Linked DNA regions of Mus musculus: region 1 is linked to region 2. The links are chromatin contacts, called in public Hi-C maps. All regions are on one chromosome and are shown on one strand. The core of a region is the stretch at or near the end of the contact, and the rest is flanking DNA. Distances in the headings are between cores, read along the strand shown. Region 1 has its middle 310 kb from the start of Pvt1. Region 2 overlaps Pvt1 (Pvt1 oncogene).

The links. Hi-C and Micro-C count contacts between places; a contact is called where the count stands out from the background.
Region 1: a contact with region 2 is called in a Hi-C map of liver, with 3 times the contacts expected there. The contact joins two enhancer-like sites. A contact is called at or near these places in 2 of 15 datasets of contacts at CTCF or cohesin (CD8 T cells and the NIH/3T3 cell line), 8 of 484 Hi-C or Micro-C datasets (B cells, the N1E-115 cell line, liver and 1 more) and 4 of 115 datasets of contacts at active chromatin or transcription factors (CD8 T cells, embryonic fibroblasts, hepatocytes and 1 more).

What each region holds. Positions count from the first base shown.
Region 1 is chr15:62,344,597-62,347,406 of GRCm38.p6, forward strand. No RefSeq gene overlaps it. Among named protein-coding and RNA genes, the nearest start is that of Pvt1, 310 kb to the left of the region's middle. Within about 2 kb of position 1,480, at least 3 of the 459 cell types and tissues checked have an H3K27ac peak or open chromatin away from gene starts, as enhancers often do. A contact at or near this core is called in hepatocytes and liver, where this site is marked.
Region 2 is chr15:62,256,879-62,259,758 of GRCm38.p6, forward strand. Pvt1 (Pvt1 oncogene) reads left to right here. Exons shown (of 5, transcript NR_132747.1): 5 at 1,543-2,880. Among named protein-coding and RNA genes, the nearest start is that of Pvt1, 220 kb to the left of the region's middle. Within about 2 kb of position 1,298, at least 102 of the 459 cell types and tissues checked have an H3K27ac peak or open chromatin away from gene starts, as enhancers often do. A contact at or near this core is called in hepatocytes and liver, where this site is marked.

The DNA of each region.
Region 1 (2,810 bases), core at 230-2,729, 88 kb after region 2:
AGTAGGGTTATTAATCCCTAGAGCCGTGCAGTTATCTAAATAAATGGAAATAAATGCATAAGTACTTGGAACTGTGCCAGTACATGCTGCAGAATCAGAGACACTTGGGTTTTAAGATTTGCATTGTTGGGGCTGGAGAGATGGCTTAGCCGTTAAGAGCATTGACTGTTCTTCCAGAGGTCCTGAGTTCAATTCTCAGCCACCAGATGGTGGCTCACAACCATCCGTAATGGGATCTGATGCCTTATTCTGATGTGTCTGAAGACAGCCGCAGTACACTCATATATATATATATAAAATAAATAAAAAAATCATTACAAAAGATTTGCATTTCTTCTCTCCTCATCATTCTCACATCCTAGAACTCATCATTTCACTGGTATTATCTAGGTCTAGGAGAATGAAAGGTCTAGAAGGGCAAAGAGATGGGTTTCTTGATTTCTGTAGTCTTAGTACCTAACACACAGAATACCCATATGAACAATTGTTAATTGAAGAAGTGAATGAATAAACACAGAAGTATCTAATATAGTGCAGCATTTAAAAGAATTAGATAATCCATCATTTATTTTATCATCAGGGTCCTAATTCTTTTTGATGGAGTAAATAAAAAAATAACAAAAAAGTAGCTGTATGTTTTCCTAAAGGTTTGTTCTTTCTGTACATTTACATCAGTAAGTGCATCTGCACTTGAAATTGAGCCAATGTTCACTGGACAAATACTAGGCAATCAGGTATTTGTGTTATCTGGAATGTTTCCAGTCCAGATGGATATCTGGATCCATTCCCCATGGACAAGAGGAATAGGTTCTATTTGGATTCCCCTCCATAAAAAAAGGATTCTACTTTAATCTCTGTTATACATTCAGCTAAGAACTATATCTATTGTTTGATGAATATTTGGTCCATACTTGAGTGAATAAACAGCTGTTAGAAACTCTTTAATTTCTTTGTTATTAGAGCAAAAGTCATAGGTATTTTATCTTATCATTACAGGAATGTTAAAGAAGCTTTACTTATGAGAAAAGTCTAAATGGAAGGTGCCCTTTTCAGTTACTCCTGCAACCAAAGTGTCCTGGGTAAGGACTCAGTAGAATTAAAAGGTTTCTGTTTGCCCAAAGCTTTTTACCAGGGTTGCTAAGCAAACAGGTGAAATGGAACAAAATGATAAAAACAACCTATGATTTGTTCTTGTGGGATTTTCTGAGTTCTATCAAGACAAAACCAATAACTGATGAAACTGACCTCTTCGAGAAAGAGGAGGGTGACACGGATTGCCAAGGTCTCAAGATCTGTAGTCAGTGAACTTCGTCATTCCAGCTATTGGTTGTTCTATCCAGCTTTTGTTAAACAGGATTCTCTTGGAATGCTGTGCTGTTAGAGACACAGGCCAATGACATTCCCTGGAATGGAGGGTGCGCTAATGCTGGGAGTACAGCCTGAATGGTTTGACCTGGCCTTTCTCAGAAATGAGGGCTCATTATGCAACCGAATCCAGTAGCAGCACAAAGGACAAGGAGCATTTGGTTGGTCTCAGGTTATCAGCAGTGGCACCTTTGTGGCCCGGCTCTGAAAAGGACACAAATATTTAAGTAGCTGCTTGGGTTCTCACAACTGGCTCACTGAACAGGCTGATAGCTCATTTGCTTTGAAGTCAATATGATTGCGCCCTATTGAATAGACAAGAAAACTTCTGTTGAAATGACACTGAAGTTGCTTGAGGTGCTTAGCCAGAAACTGGCAGTGCCTAGTTACCCAATTTTGAGCTTCGGATGTCACATCTCAATTTTTTTCCTTATAGACAGTCATTTCAGAGATTAGGGATATTTAACTCATTGCCATTGTGCCATTGTCAACTTTATTAATTTGCTTGGAATATCTTTTTAGTCTCTGAAACTCAGGTAGCTTCCAGGTTTGCAGGTTTTCCTGGTAGCCAAGGACGATTCGGGTTCGAACAACTCACAGACACAGAACACTTAGTAAGTATTGGGAACAATGCTGAAGGACATACAGACTGACTTTTCTGTCCCTTACCTTTGGGCTCATATCCAATGGAAGGAACTACCCTTCCCTTTAATAGTGAAACTATTAGACTTAAACTGAAGTTACAAGCTTGCTCAGGTATGAAGTAAATGGCATTCCCATAAACTTGAGGCTGTGAACTGGCCATCTCCTGCCTATAACCAGGCAAGATGTCTAGTGGAAGTATTGTGACACCAACCCAGCCATATAACCTTTGACCTACAATTTGTCCTGCTTACAAGATATGCCACAGAAAAGGTGGTGCAGAAATTGTGGGAATGGTTAAGCAATGAATAGTCCAGCTAGAGATGCATGCCATGAGAGGGATTGTATCCATGATTCTGCCTGGAGGGCCAGGAACCAGTCTGGATTCTGAATTGCCCAGAGACCTAGGATAGAACAAAGCACAACTCTCTCTCTCTTACACACACACAAAACCAATGAAATGATTCCTAATGATAATTTGCTATTCTCATAGATTGTTGCCCCACCCAATTGTCATTAGGTCATTAGAGAGGCTTCATCTAGCAATTGATGGAAACAGATTTAGAAAACCACAGACTAACGTTAGGTAGAGCTTGGGAACCCTGCAGAAGAGGCAGGGTGTGGAGGGTGGTGGTGAGGATTGTAGGATCCAAAAAGGTCAAGTACACCACAAGAAAACTCACAGAATCAACTATCCTGGGCTCAAAGAGGCACACAGAGATTGAACTGTTAACCAGGGAGTAGTCTATATGGGTCTGACCTGTAAATATGTCTGCACACACAATTACAGTGTGCAAGTCCAT
Region 2 (2,880 bases), core at 48-2,547:
TCTGTCATAGTAACACACCAATTAACACACCACCAGAGCCTACCCAGACACATGCACATACACACACAAACTCACACAACGCATCCCACCCCCAGAACAGAGGTCAGTATTGTATCACATGGATATGGAGACATAGCATCCAGTCCCTAACTTATTTTTGTTATAGTTCAAGGATAAAAGGATTGCCCTGCCCTTCAATGTTTGCACAAGGGAGTATGGATATTTTAATACACAATTATGCAAAATAAGGTGAAAGAACAGAAGGGCAAAAAATGCTGGAGTAGGAGGGGTGACCAGGGACTGAACACACATTCCTGTAAGACCTTTGGAACTACTGTTAGGCTTGAACTTTAAAGGTTTCATCAAATTGAAAGCACTGCCCAGGGCTGGGTTGGGTCCTTGTGGGAGCACACAGGAAACTTCAGATCCAAAGTTAGTTTCATCCCACAGTGTGGGAGATGTCAGAGGCTGTGAGCCTGAGATCCTACACAAGTTACACAGGAACTACAGGCAACTACAGGATGCTTGTCAGTTATGAACAGCTGTATCTCCATCCACAATGCCAGCCTAGAACCTGTGGTCCCATTTTACCAATGAGACAAGGCTCCTTAGTGACATGCTTATCTGTGTATATGCATTCACTGTGCCAGCTCCAGCAACCCAACCTCATGTGGCAGTCACTGGAGCAGCCTAGAGTCTCACTTACATTCTACTATTATATAGCTTAAGGGACCCGTGAATCCTAATTTCTCACTTGTAAAATGGATATTTTTTTAATCATTCCCATATTTTATGGTAATTGTGTATATTTATCGGTGTGGTAAGGCATCTCAATACATGCAAACGTACAATTGGGGTCAGGCTAATGAGTTGTCAATCATCTCAAAAACATCATTGTGTATGGAAACAGTCACAACCTGGCGGCTCTCTTGTGATATGTTGTAGCTCCTCTTTCCTGTATGCTGCCGCAGAATGCTGGAAGTTGTTTTTCCTGTCCACTCACACCAAGGGCTTTCTGATGGTTAAAAAGGTGTATACAAGCCCCTGGGCCCATGTGCCTGACACATTAATCCACTGTGCATGTTACTTACTGAGATTATTATTAGCCCAACAGGACAGGGAGGAGTATTGGGGGGGGGGGGTCCCTGGGGTGTGATCACTCCTGTTTACTCTTTGGATGGTGCCTGCCTGGCCAGGGATCATGAGTTTGTTTTTCTGGTACGGAGGTTGCCCTGGTGTTCTGGAGTGACCCCACAGGGCTGACTGAGCTCATTATACAAAGCTGTGTGCTGGGTCCTGTCCAGCTCCATCCAGCCCCGCCTCCTTGCCTGCTAAGCCTGTGTGCCCATGAGCCTCAGGGCTGTCCCTAGCTAGCATTGTTTGCACTCTGGAAAAGCGTGCAAACCTTTATTCAGAACCATCCCTAAGTCTGCTGGCAAATACAGTTTCTTTCCCCTTCTGGGGGACTAGAAGGGGAAAAGCTTAGGTCTTCAGTGGCTCCAAGACAATTCTTTTACCTTCTCCACTTTCTTTTTCCTACAGGCTCGGCTCTCCAGTGTGGTTTTCCAACAGGAGTCAAATATTAAAGGACATGAGCGTGTTGGGGAAAAAGATGGATAGTGCTAAACAGCCTGAGTTCATCCTCACTATCCTCTTCATAAGGAGAGCAAGAACAACCCCGGAAATGGCTCATGCTTAAGGTTTCTAACCACGGTCACACCTACAACACACTGATTGACAATATAGGTTACAGTACACATGGCTCTGCTATTTGCTTTTTGGTCACTTTGATATTCCCTGGTACCTGGGAAGAAGGAATCTCCGTTGAGGAGTTGCCTACATTTGATTAGCCCGTAGGCATGTCTCTGAGGCCTTTTCATAGTTGCTAATTGATGGAGGACAGCTTAGCCCACTGTGGGTGGTGCCATCTCCTGGACATGGGGTCCTGGCTTATATCAGAAGGGAAGCTAAGCATGCGCCTGGGAGCAAGCCAGTAAGTAGGTCTCCTCCATGGTCCCTGTCTCTGCTCCTGCCCTTAATTTCCTCAGCGAATGACTGATGCAAACATGTAAGCCAAACAAACCCTTCTTTCCTCTCTGTTACTGTTGGTCGTGGTGTTTATCACAGCAATAGGAAAAAACACTAGGGCAGTGACGTATAAGAGTGCACTGTGCCATTGTGAGGATTCAATATCCTTAGCGATCTTCAGAAAAAGTTTACTATGGTGCCTGGAGCATTGTTATTTGCAGAGATCCCTAGTGGCTCCTGGGCCTCAGTTTCCCTGTCTTCATTCTGTCTGTATTATATAAGCATGGTGTCCATAGCTCTAGCTCTTGCTTAATGATTCAACTGAGTAGGTACAACCATGCTGACCAGCCATGACATGTCCTGCCTGGCCATAGCCTGGAGTTGGACACAGAAACAGGGGCATAGCTGCCTACTGTGTGTGGCACAGTGTGTGTCAAACTCCTGGAGGCAGCCAGGCAGCCATCTCTATATTCTTCCTATCAGAATTCCTTTCACAGGTCCAAGCCATCTTAAGATGGATAAAGGCCTGGCCTTCAGGCAAGGCTATGCCTGTCAGTTCCGAATCTCCAGCTAAGTGGACTTGCAGCCCTCCCTGTCCTCTGGATGTCTGCATCATTCATACAAGGGACACGTTCTCTTTAGAGAAGAGCGTCTTCTGGGCTTCTCCCAGGTTGGAAGTGTCCTCTACTTCTTTCTTCCTGGCAAAAGCACTGGCCTAAGCAGCTCAGGAACAACCTACAATAGAGGGAGGGCCTCTTACCTCGGATGGAAGTGGAAACATAGTCTCCACGTTGGAACTGAGTCTTGGTTATGCTCTGAGAAGTAGCCTGGATTTCTAAGATCTCATGCTCA